2 separate regions of the Cricetulus griseus genome follow, and region 2 is linked to region 1. The links are chromatin contacts, called in public Hi-C maps. All regions are on one chromosome and are shown on one strand. Each heading gives the region's core, a stretch centred on a gene start, on an enhancer-like site or on the middle of the called end of the contact. The rest is flanking DNA. Distances are from core to core; before and after follow the strand shown. Region 1 has its middle 34 kb from the start of Foxk1. Region 2 holds the start of Foxk1 (forkhead box protein K1).

What was found. A called contact is a pair of places that touch in the nucleus more often than the background predicts.
Region 2: a contact with region 1 is called in a Hi-C map of fibroblasts, with 3 times the contacts expected there. The contact joins the promoter of Foxk1 here to the enhancer-like site in region 1. A contact is called at or near these places in 3 of 8 Hi-C or Micro-C datasets (the CHK-Q cell line, the CHO-K1 cell line and fibroblasts).

The regions. Positions count from the first base shown.
Region 1 is chr4:78,941,180-78,947,414 of CriGri-PICRH-1.0, reverse strand. No RefSeq gene overlaps it. Among named protein-coding and RNA genes, the nearest start is that of Foxk1, 34 kb to the left of the region's middle. Within about 2 kb of position 3,959, at least 6 of the 6 cell types and tissues checked have open chromatin away from gene starts, as enhancers often do. A contact at or near this core is called in the CHO-K1 cell line and fibroblasts, where this site is marked.
Region 2 is chr4:78,976,660-78,983,002 of CriGri-PICRH-1.0, reverse strand. Foxk1 (forkhead box protein K1) reads right to left here and starts at 4,406. Exons shown (of 9, transcript XM_027413539.1): 1 at 3,851-4,406. The coding sequence starts at 4,368.

The sequences.
Region 1 (6,235 bases), core at 2,710-5,209:
CCTCATGTAAGGAAATCAGGGCAGGAACTCAAACAGGGAACCTGGAGGCTGGAGCTGATGCAGAGGTCATGGAGGCTAGTTACTGGATGTAGTTGGATTTTCTTTGGGCTGCCAACCAGCTCACGAATAAAGACACTTATTATTAATTATGAATGCTTGGCCTTAGCTTAGGCTTGTCCCACTAGCTCTTTTAATTTAACCTGTTTCTATTCATCTACGTTTTGTCTCGGGGCTTTTTACCTTTCTTTCATTCTGTATGTCCTATTTTCCTGCTTTCTCCATGTCTGTCTGGTCCCTGTCTGTCTCTTTTTCTTTCTTCCAATAGCCCAAATTCCTCATTCTACTTACTCTCCCTGCCCGGAAGTACTGCCTATACCTTCTCTAAAGTGGCTATTGGCTGTCAGCTTTTTATTAGACCAATCAGGTGCCTTAGGCAGGCAAGTTAAAGCAGCAACATATCTTTACAAAATTAAATGAATGCAACACATCTTTACACAGTTAAACAAATATTCTGCAACATAAACAAATATTCCAGAACTACTGGCTTGCTTCTCATGGCTTGCTCAGCCTGCTTTCTTATAGAACCCAGAACCACCAACCTAGGGGTAACACCACCCACAATGGGCTGGACCCTCCTCTGTTAATCACTAAGAAAATGCCCTACAGGCTTGCCTATAGCCTTAGGCATTTTCTTAATTGAGGCCCCCTCCACTCTGATAACTCTAGCTGTGCCAAGTTGACATAAAACTAGCCAGCACAATGTGTAATAGAGAGAAAAGGACAACCCCAAGTCTCAAGTGTCCTTCCTCAGATGCTGTCCACCTATTTTTTTTTATTTTGAGACAGTGTCTCTCATTGGCCTGGAACTTATCAAGAATGCTAGGTTGACCAGCCAGGGAGCCCTAGGGACCTGCCTGTTCCTGTCTGCCTTGCTCTGGGATTATAAACATGATCCACAACACCAGGGGACTTTTTAAAGATGGGCTCTGGAGATTGAACTCAGGTCCTCAAGCTTGTAAGGCAAACATTTTATCAACTGACCTAAGCCCCAAATTTGCATGCCTATCAGTATGGGAGTTTTGACCTGCTCTGCCACCCTCTCCTTAGAAAACCTGGTTGTCCCCTGTTCCTGGGAAGTCACCATGTTGATGCTGAACTTAGTATGGGTACACCATCAGTACAGCCCAGAACTCTTGCTTCAACCCTGAGTAGCTGGTATGTGCTACTGAGACTGGCTCAAATTCTGCATGCTGAAGCCCCAACTCCCAGTTTACTATATGAGTGCATTTGGAGACAGGGTCTCTATGGAAGTGATTCAGGGAAGGTAATGTTTTAGAGTGACTTGCTTCAGTGGGGCCAACTCTCTTGACTCTAGACTTCTGGCCTGCAAGATAGGGAAGAGAAAAATGTCTGTGTTATCTGTCTTCTAGTCTTGGTGTTGGTCACAGTGTCCCCACGGACCACAGCACCCACTGAAAGCAGTTTTGAGGATTAAGTATTCCGAGAAAAGCAAGTGGGGCCAATGCAGGGGAGACCTTAAGGAATTCAGCCTTCTATGGTGCCTCTCCCATCTCTGACACAGTGTAGAATCATTTTATTTCTGGTGGACGGCTCCACATAGGGGCTTTATAGTGTTATACATATGTCAGACTTTTTCTGGAGAGATGCAACACACACACACACACACACACACACACACACACACACACACACACACACAGTCTATTCACCCCACATCCCAGAAACGACAGACCAAAGTACCAGAGTTCAACTTGGTGAATTGATGAGTTTTTTTATTGGGGTAGCTAACAGCTGCATGGGTGAGGGGTTCCTTACAGGAGCAGGGATGACTCAAAAGCACCTTCATCACTTTGAAAGCACACCACAACTAGAAGATGACTGGCAGGCATCTCCATGGGCTGAGAAATCTTGCAGTTTGGTTGATCAGTCCCTTCCCCCACTAGGTGTTTCCTACTACTATGAAGTTGAGGAAGCGCCTTACACAATCTTCCTACTGGCCACTTTCCCAGACATGTGACACTGGTTTACCTCTGGAATCCCATGAGGGATTCCATCTCCCTCCCTCCAGGAGGAGACTGCGATTGAACATGGACCACTGATCACGATGCAAGTGTGCAGAGGAGACAAAGTCAAATGGAGCTAAACAGGAGGGAAAGCTGGGCATGGCAGCACATATCTGTAATACCAGTACCCAGGAGAGAGAGAGAGGCAGGAGGATTATGAGTTGGAGGCCAGCCTGTGTTACATAGCAAGATCCTGTGTTTAAATACCAAGATCTGGAGCCAGCCAGCTAAGAGTGAGTCTCATGACCACTTTAAGAATGAGAGGTGAGAAGCTGGGCCTTGGTGGTGCACGTCTTTAATCCCAGCACTCAGGAGGCAGAGGCAGGCGGATCTCTGGGAGTTCAAGGCCAGCCTGGTGTACAGAGCAAGTTGCAGGACAACCTCCAAAGCAATACAGAGAAACCCTGTCTCGAAAACCAAAAAAAAAAAACCAAACCAAACCAAACAAACAAAAACAAACCAAAGACAAAGAAAGAAAAAGAATGAGAGGTGTGTTAGCCGGGCAGTGGTGGCACACACTTTTAATCCCAGCACTTGGGAGGCAGAGGCAGGCGGATCTCTTTGAGTTGGAGACCAGCCAGCCTGGTTTACAAGAGCGAGTTCCAGGACAGGATCCAAAGCTATACAGGGAAACCCTGTCTTGAAAACATACCCCCCCCCAAAAAAAAAAAAAAAAAAAAAAAAAACGAACAAAAAGCAGAGGTGTGAATGTGAGGGCCTCCCACTCATTCCATATGGTGTTATTCAATCAAGGTCAAGCCAGCAGGCCTTTCTCTGGTTACAAGGGAAGCTATACACAGTCACAACTGTGTGTGTATATATTTTATTTTGAGCCATGTTTTCATATATCCCAGCCTGGCCTTCCTTGCTAGGTAACTGAGGATAACCTTGTCCTTCTGATACTCCTTGCCTCAGTCTCCCAAGTGCTGGGATAGGAGGTGTGTACCATGGCTTGTCACTTTATTTCAGAGGGGTTCTCCCTATACAGTCCAATCCAGTTTGGAGCTCAAGATCCTCCTGCCTCAGCCTTCCAAGTGCTGAGATTACAAGTGTTACCAAGCCTGGAATACTTGTTTATCTATTCTGTAAACTTCAAATCTTTTTAGAGCAGGGTACAAAGGGCCCGTGAGAAGGCTCAGTTGGTAAAGGTGCCCACTGATCTGAGTTGAGTCTCCAGAACTCACAAAAGTAGGAGAGGACAGACTCCAACAGGTTGTCTTCTGACCTCCACATCCACAATAGCTAATAAACGGTTAAAATATTAGGATAGTGCATAAAGTTTAAAAAGGCAGCAACCTAAAATCCAATAACCTATTTAACAATTACATGGAGCGCTTGGACAGCAGCCGAGTCTTCAGTAGGATCTCATAAACACAATCGCTAAGACTAAGTGCTATAATAAAGCGCCTGTAATATTTTAATAACTTCCTCTTCGAACCGTTCACTTATGATTGAATGTGTACTGAGAGTGGAACATGGAACCTGCAGGCAGCCGGCCACACAGGCGGCGCTCTGCATGGATCCCACCCGCAGAGTGCTCGTTCCTCCATCCATCCATTCATCCCTGGCCGGGCAGCGTTATCTCCGAGGCCCCGCCCACACCGCAGCAGCCTCCGCTTTACACGTGATCGCGGACCACCGTTCCCTCTGCCCCGCGTGGGTCAGGAAACGGCAGGCGTGCTCAGTCGGGACACCGGAAGGCGGCGGGCGCGGCGCTCGGCGCACGCGCAGAAGGCAGCAGGCGCCGCCAGGGGGCACTGCGGATGCCGTGGGGGAGGGGCGCGCCGCCGCGCGGGACCACGTGCGCACCACGTGGCGCCGGGCAGTCCGGGGGCCGTGGCAGGGTCGCCCTGTTGGCCACCCCACAGCCCGCGTGGGTGGCGGAAGCCGTTCTCGCCGTCTGCTCCCCGTGCCCGCTGACCTCTGACCTCCGACCTCACTGTCTTAGGGTTACCCCTCGCCGCCGGTCGCGCGGTGTGTTTATAAACAGAACTCCCGGTGGGAGCGAAACCCCGGATCGCTGGATTCAAACCCAGGGGAACGGAGCCTCCGCACATGCGCAACCGCGGCCACATTCGCGCATGCGCACCGAGGCCCGGCGCGGGTGGCTGTCCCCGCCCAGTGCGTCCTTGCGCAGTGCCGGGTGACTCTTCCGGGAAGTGGGGGCCGGAAGGTTAAGTAGTGACCACGCACGAGACAGAATGCTGTCTGCTTCTCTTGATCGTAGTGTCCCCAGTGGACACAGCGAACCTGGCAGCAGAGGATCCTGAGGAATCCGATTAGTACAACACGAGGAACGCGCGCGCATTGCATGTTTTATTTGAAAAATGGGAGGAAATTAACACTGTATGATGAGCCTCGAGGACGTTGTGCAAAAGGTGACTCACACTTGTAATCTCAGCAGCTGGGGATGCTGAGGCAGGATGACGAGTTCGAGACCAGCCGTAGGCTACATGAGCCTGCTTCTAAGAGGTCCCTGGAATAGTTAACAGTCACAGGAAGTAGAAAGGTGGCTTCAGGGATTAAGGAGGGGGAAATGAAAGTGTTTAATAGGGACAGAGTACTTTCTCGGGAAGTTAGGAAAGTTCTCGGCATGGAATGTACCGTGGGAATGTACTTTGCCACAGAAGACTGTTCTTAGAAACGGCTACGGTGTCCCGGCTGTGGCTTCGTGGGCAGAGTGCTTGCTTAGTATTGAACCCAAGACCACAAAACCAGGCATGGTAGTGCATTCCCGAAATCCCAGCCGGGTTCTGAAGTTTCTTACATGTCAGGTCGGGTGCTTGTTCCTTCTCACTGGGAGGATAATGTGCACCCTTTCTGTGAGCCACTGGGCTCTCACCTTTGTCCGTGTGAATCCTCCACCCTTAAACAATACCCAGTTTAAGCCCCTATTAGATTAGTCTCTTACCTCCCTAATACTAGCCTGGGGCTGCAGCCCTCACTCTCCGCCATCTCTGGTTTGTATTCATTTTATAAACGCGTTCTTGCTTACTAGACACTAGGTATTATGCAAGGAGGTAGGTGACCCACACAGGTAAGGACTTCACTTCAGGGACTTTCTACTCTAGTGGAGAAAATTGTTGACAAAGACAAAAATGTCAAGTGGTGACTGCTGAAAGAAAGGGTGATTTTAATTAAAATTTTATACATTTTTTTTAGATTTAAAAAATAATTTATTCTCATATATTACATACTGACCACAGTTTGTCCTTCCTCCTTACCTCCCAGTGCCTCTCCCTCTGTCCCCTCCCTGTCCATTCCTGCATTTCCCTTCAGAAAAGGACAGGCCTTTCAGGAATAGCAACCAAACATGGCATATAAAGTTGCAATAAGACTAGGCACCTCGGCTAGGTATTGGTGGCACACGCCTTTAATCCTAGTACTTGGGAGGCAGATGCAAGCGGATCTCTGTGAGTTCGAGGCCAGCCTGGTCTACAGAGTGAGTTCCAGGACAGGCTCCAAAGTAATACAGAGAAACTCTGTCTGGAAAAACAAAAAAAAACAAACAAAAAAGACTAGGCATCTCCCTCATTAAGGCTGGATGACGAAACCCAGTAGGAGGAAAAGGGTCCCCAAAGCAGGCAAAAGCATCAGAAACATCCCCCCTCCCTCTGTTAGGTGTTCCACAAAAACACCAAGCTACACAACTGTAACATACACACACACACACACACACACACACACACACACACACACACACACATTTATATATATTAATTTATTTTGTATGTATCTTCCTAAGAAGGTATTCTGTCTCCATTAAACATTAACTTTCATTTCCTTTCTCTAGTCCTTGGTACCTGCCTATCATTCTACTTCCAATGAGTGTGTGTATGTGTGTGTGTGTGTGTGTGTGTGTGTGTGTGTATGTGTGTGTCTATATGTGTATGGGTGCCTATGTGTCAGAATGCAAGTATGAAGGTCAGAGGACAACTTGGATAAATCAGTTCTCTACTTCCATCATGTGAGCCCCAGGGATTGAATTCAGGTCATCACTGCCCCTACTCCCTGAGCATCTCATTGGCCTGTGATCTAACCTTGATGGGGAGATAGTGAAGAATTTGCTGATCCTGTTCCTTTGAGCTGAAGCCAATGTTGTGTGTCACAAGGAGACAGAGGAGGGAGGAGTGGAGTTTTTCCTTGGGGTT
Region 2 (6,343 bases), core at 3,157-5,656, 35 kb before region 1:
GTGAAGTGACAGCCCCAGCACCTAAGCAAAAGATGATTGCAGTGTCACACTCCAGTAACCCAGTGCTGCAGAAGTGAAGCAAGGGGTTCCCAGGGCCTACGGGCTGTCAGTCTAGCCAATCCAACAGGCTCCAGGTTCAATAAGAAACCCTATCTCAAAATATAGGGTAGAGACTGATAAAGGATGATTCTGTGATACTAGAGGCCACCTCTGATCCCAACGTGTGTGTGTGTGTGTGTGTGTGTGTGTGTGTGTGTGTGTGTGTGTGTGTGTGTACCTACAACAACCTTGCTCTGAACTCACTGGAATATCGGGATTATTTTTAATGTCAACATGCTTAAACACCACTCTAACCCAGAACTTGACAACATCCTGTCCTATGCATGAGACCATTTCTTTTGGAGTTTCCTATAGTCAAAAACAACAGGAGACCCCACAGAACTGCTCAGCTGGTCTGCTGGCAGGCTTTTCTGAAGCAGGGCAGATATGAGATCCATTTGCCAGTTTTCCTTACACACACGGGTTATGGACTCTGCTGAAATGGACTGTGCTCAGAAACACCCCTCAAGTCAAATTCACACAGCTGGTGTGGGGAGATGGCTCAGCTGGTGTTTGCCACACAGGCATGAGAAGTTACTTAAAGCTGGTCGGTGGTGGCATGTCTTTAATACCAGTACTCAGGAGGCTGAGGCAGGCAGATTTCTTTGAGTTTGAGGGCAGCCTGGAACTCCAGAGTGAGTTCCAGGAGAGCCAGGACTATTTCACAGAGAAACTCTATCTTGAAAAAAACAAACAAACAAAACAAAACAAGTCACATAAAACAACAACAACAAACTAGACATGTAGGTGAGGGATCATAATTCCAGCCCTGAGGAGGCAGGAAGAAGGATAACCTTGGGATTTACTAGCTAACCAACCTAGACATTTAGATTATGTGAAACACCCTGTCACAATAAAGAAGGTTTAAAGTAAATGAAGAAGACATTCAAAGTTGACTTCTAGCCTCTACACATGAACACACACACACACACACACACACACACACACACACACACACACAGCACAGGGGACTCTGCACCCATCTAAAGGGCTGTAGGGCTCGGTAGTAAATCACTTCCCTGCCAGCTAAGCCACCATGCTCAGACACGTACCCACTACACATGCCAGCTCCTGAGAGAGATTTCCAGGCACTGCACACACCAACATAATTTCAAAAATACCAGCCTTAGCCTATTCAGTAGATGAGCAGGACCCTGTGGTTTGAAACTTTGCCCACAGTAGAGAAGACAATCCTGTGTTTAAGAAAGCCTTTTGTTCAAAAGGCAGCGAGCAGGGCTGGGGAGAACTTGGCGGCAAATAGGAATTACACTTGCTGCACAGGCACGAGGAAGTACCCCAAAACCCATACAAAAAGCCAGGTGTGGTTTCCTAAGATGCTGCAACCCCAGTGCTGTAGGGATGGAGACAGGAGGATCACTGGCTGCCAATCTCACTCCAGGTTCAGCTGGAGACTCTTCCTCAGGAAATAAGGTGGAGAGTGACAGAGCAAGATACCCAGTGACCTCTTCCTCTGGCTTCTGCACGTGTAGCTCCATCCCTAACAATACAGTAAACTAGATTCTGGCAGGGGTGGTTGGGTCAAGAACCCTAGAAGCCGACAGTGGGTTGAGGTATTCCCAGAATCTGAGTTACAGGAAAGAGCACTAGGAAGGTGGAAAGAATGGTCACCTGTCATTTTCAGGCCCACGAATGCTTTCAATGACCCATTGACTGAACAACTGTCCCTCCAGGCAATCTGGCTTTATTTTCTTTCAGTGATGGGGATAGGACCCAAAGTATGGCATGAGCCAGGGAATTGTTGTTCTACCTCCCAGCTACACAGTCCAGCACTTGTACACTCTACAGGGACACCGCTTTCAGGTTTGGGAAAAGAAGGTGACATTCCCTCTCACACCCTAATAAGATAAGTCACTGTTGGTGTTCAAAGTTACTCGGTATGGAATCTTTAACACATCTGGACCCTGGGAAGGCAGACATACACAGTGAGCACTCCACACCTGGGAATGACCCCAGCAAAAACTCCACACTCAGGGTGCATGATCATAAATGTGAGTAACGAGACACTCACACCTGGCGTGAACCTTGTCAACAGAACACTAGTGAGAGTTAGAAGCAATTACTGGATAGAAAAAAGAAAGTGCTGGGAAGGAAGTAATTAACATGGCTCTCTCCTGGTACACAAGATCTTAAAATCCCGGACCTCTAGGTGAGAGAGGACTGGGAATAATGGGATCTTGCAAGAGGGTAAGGTAGGCATGGCACTGAATGTCACAGAAGCAGTGTCCTGAGAGATGGGACAAGGTAGGGACCTGTATTTCCCACCATGTTCTGGGGGTAAATAGAGGCACTGCACTTCCTGCCCAGCTACTAGATTTAAAGCCTCTGCCTCCAGACATGCTCTTAAGGCATGGACTGTCCCTCAGCCCCCAAGGCTGCTCCCTGGACCATTCACCTCCCAGGTAACACCTCCCAGGCAGGGGTAGGGCAGTTCATCAGTCCTTCCAGGTCCAGGCCAAGGGAGTGAACACAGGGGTCCTGACCTATGGGAGTCAAGGACAGGGGTGTACCTAGATTATTCAGACCACAGGGTCAGAAGTGGCCCTGGTGGTTCGGGCTAAATGGAATCAAAGTTGAGGGCCACGGGTGGGAGAAGTTACGGTCAAGCAGGCTGAGTGGGATCTCATGGCTACTGGGGATTTAGGCATGCGGTGACCCTGGAGTGTTTCAGGGCTGGAAGAGACAGGGGTGACCCAGAGAGTCCAGACTGGTGAAGCTGATGGGTGAGCTGATGGTCTCAAGTCAGGTTTAGGCAGGGTGAGAAAGGGTTAGAGGTGGCCCTAGGGCTTTCAGGTTAAGTAAAGTCAGGGGTAACAGCTCCTAGTTGGTAAGATAAGGGTCAAGAGCAACCCCAGGTATTGAGGACAGGTGGGATTAGTGGTGACCTGGGTTCAGAAAGTAAGTGATGTTCTGGCAACCAGCTCCAGCATGGGAGGGGTGGGGGCCAGATGGAGTAGGGGAGAGACAGACAGATAGACAGACAGACAGACACAGACAGACACACACACAGACACACACACAGACACAGACACACACACACACACACACACACACACACACACACACACAAACACACACACAGACAGAGACAGAGGAAGGGGTTAGAGTGAACCCCAGTGTTTAGGCCTGTCCAGGTTAGGGGTGACAGAGGGTTTCAACTTGACTGGGGTATGGGTTTGGCTCAACCAGTCAGTCATAGCCCACCCAGGGATCGGGGCCCAGTGAGGTAACAGAGGGATCAGGCTTAGGTGGGTCGTGATTAAGATCACAGTAATCACGGGGTCAGGGCCAGGTGAAGGTCGAGATCACCGGTAACTTAGGAATCAGACTTAGATGGGTGGAGAAACAGAGTAAGGAGGGGGTCGGAGCTAGGTGGGATAGAGATCAGTGTAACCAGGGGGATTAGAGCTAGGTGGGGTCAAGACTGGGAGATGACTAGGTAATCAGAGACCGGTGGAGTCGAGATTGAAGGGACTAGTGCCTGGCAGAGTCGAGATGGGGTCGGGAGTGACCAGGGGCTAGGACCCAGCAAAAAAATAGACGGGATGGGGGACAACCCAGAGGCCAGGCCAGGAGGAGTCGAGCTCAGGGGGTGACCAAGGGGTTCAGGCCGGACAGGGTCGACATCAGGGGGTGACAAGGGACCTGACTGGGTGGGGTCGAGACCAGCGGGTGGCCAGGAGGGTCAGGCCAGATCCGGAGAGGGGTGACCCGGGGATGGAGCCGCACTCACTGTTGGGGCAGCTGAAGGGCTGGCGCTCCCCGCCTCTGGAAGGCTCCGTCCACGAAGACACCGTTCTTGCCCAGGCAGCGCAGATAGAAGTGAGGCTCCTGGAAGCTGAGCTGCAGGTGGCGCCGGGAGATGAAGCTCGACAGGCCCATGTTCAGGTCCACCGAGCCCTGCGATGAGTTGCGGCCGATGGTGACGCTGGGCTGTCGCATCAGGAACTCGAACTCCCGGCCTTCCAGGCGCGCTAGGGCCGGCCCAGGGCTCTGGCGCACGGAGGCGGCGGCCGCGGCCACCAAGGCGGGCGCGGCAGTGGTGGCAGTGGCGGCGGTGGAGGGCACCGGGCCGGGGCCGGGCACAGCGGGCAGGGCGGGCGGCCCAGGCGGAGGCTGTGTCGGCGGCGGCGGGGACGCGGTGGCCGGAAAGGCGGCGGCCGCCGCCGCGGCACACAGCACGGGGCTGCAGGGAGCAGAGCGCAGCGCCAGCAAGGCGCGGGCGCCGCTGTCCTCGCCGACTTCGGCCATGTTCGCGCAGCTCCGAGCGGCTCCGGCGGCGGCCGAGGGGCGCGGGGCGGGCGGGGGCGGGCGGCGCGCGCGGAAACCTGGGCTGGATTGCAGCACGGAACGGAGCCGGGGCGCTGCAAGACCCCTGTCGCTGCGCGCGCAGCTTCCACCTCGGGGTGGGCGGGTGCGGAGACTCAAAGAGTCAAAGAGCCCCCTCCTCCCGCCCCGAAGTGCATGCGATGGTGCTTGACTCACCACGATTTTTAGGGGTGTCCCACTGGGGCTGCAGGTCAAAGTTGCCCAAGGATGCTTGTGTTGTCTTAGCTCATCGCCGATCGCTTCGGCACGGCTGTTCTTTTTATGTTTTGTTTTGTTTTTATAACGTTGCAAATTACATTTTATTTATTCATTCATGTATTTACTTGTGGTTCTTTCTCATACCTGGTGTGTGTGTGCGTAGGTAAGAGGGGACAACTTTCAGGAGTCTATTCTCTCTCTCCTACCCTGTGAGTTCTGAGGATGGAATTCAGGTCGAGCTTGGTGACAATCTCCTTTACTTGCTGAGCCATCTTGCTGATCCTTGTTTTGTTGTTGTTTGAGACACGGTCTCATACCCAAACTGGCCTGGTTTAGCTACCTAGACCAGGCTAGCCGAAAATTCATGATTTTCCTGCTCCATCCTCCTGAGTGTGGCTATTACAGGTGTGTACCACCAAGCCTAACCCTTTTTAATTAATTCATACAGGGTCTCTTGCTATGCAGCTCAGACAGGCTTCTAACTGGCGACCCTCCTAGTTTAGGCTCCCAGATTCTTGCCGGAGTCCCAGGTGTACACCACCACACCTGATTTCCCTTGTTCCTTTTAAAGTGAACAGCTTGGCAGGTTCCTAGAGACTGTAGACACCCTGGAGATGGACTGTAGTTGAAAACATTTAAATGGTGAATTTGGCAGCATGTGTATCCCTTGAGAACTTCAAGGTCCTGCACTGGGATGCTAATCCAGCCAAGTCTTCCTCCAGGAACACACGTGAGTGCACCTGTGAAGGAGCTGGCTGAGTTGGTAAAGTGTCTGATTCATTCATCTTCCAGGACTGGAGTTCATTCCCCAGCACCGACTTTAAAAGCCATTGAGAGCTTCTATCATCCCAGCGCTTTAGGGTGGAGGCAGACAGATCGCTGAAGTTCATTGGCCAGTCTGCCTAGCCAATCAGTGAGCTCCACATTCTTAGTGAAACACTGTCTCAAAACAAAAACAAAAACAAAAACAAAGCCGAGCAAACAACAAAAAAGGAAGAGCGGATCTGTGGTGGCGCACGCCTTTAATTCCAGCACTTGGGAGGCAGAGGCAGGTGGATCTCCCTGAGCCGGAGACCAGCCTGGTGTACAAATCGAGTTCCAGGACAGCCAGGGCGGTTAGACAGAGAAACCCTGTCTTGAAAAAAAAAAAAAAAAAAACAACCAACCAAACAAAAAAGGACACACTTGTGCACTCATGTGTGCGCGCGCGCGCACGCACGCGCACACACACACACACACACACCACACACACACACACACACACACACACACACACACACACACACACACACACACACACACAAACACGCAGGCGCGTAAAAACATTCATCCATACACACACAAAAGAATTTTTACAAACAATGACCATGAGAATAGAGACGGAGGCCCTGTCTGCAGTGAACTTTAGGACTAATAAAGATACAGATACAAAATAAGACCCATAGTATCGCCGGGCGTTGGTGGCGCATGCCTTTAATCCCAGCACTCGGGAGGCAGAGGCAGGCGGATCTCTGTGAGTTCGAGGCCAGCCTGGTCTCCAGAGCGAGTGCCAGGATAGGCTCCAAAGCTACACAGAGAAACCCTGTCTCAAAAAAAAAAAAAAAAAAAAAAAAAAAAAAAAAAAAAAAAAAAGACCCATAGTATCCAGTGTAACGCTCTAAGCCATACAGGGTGTGTGTTGACAGGGTGCATTGTGGGG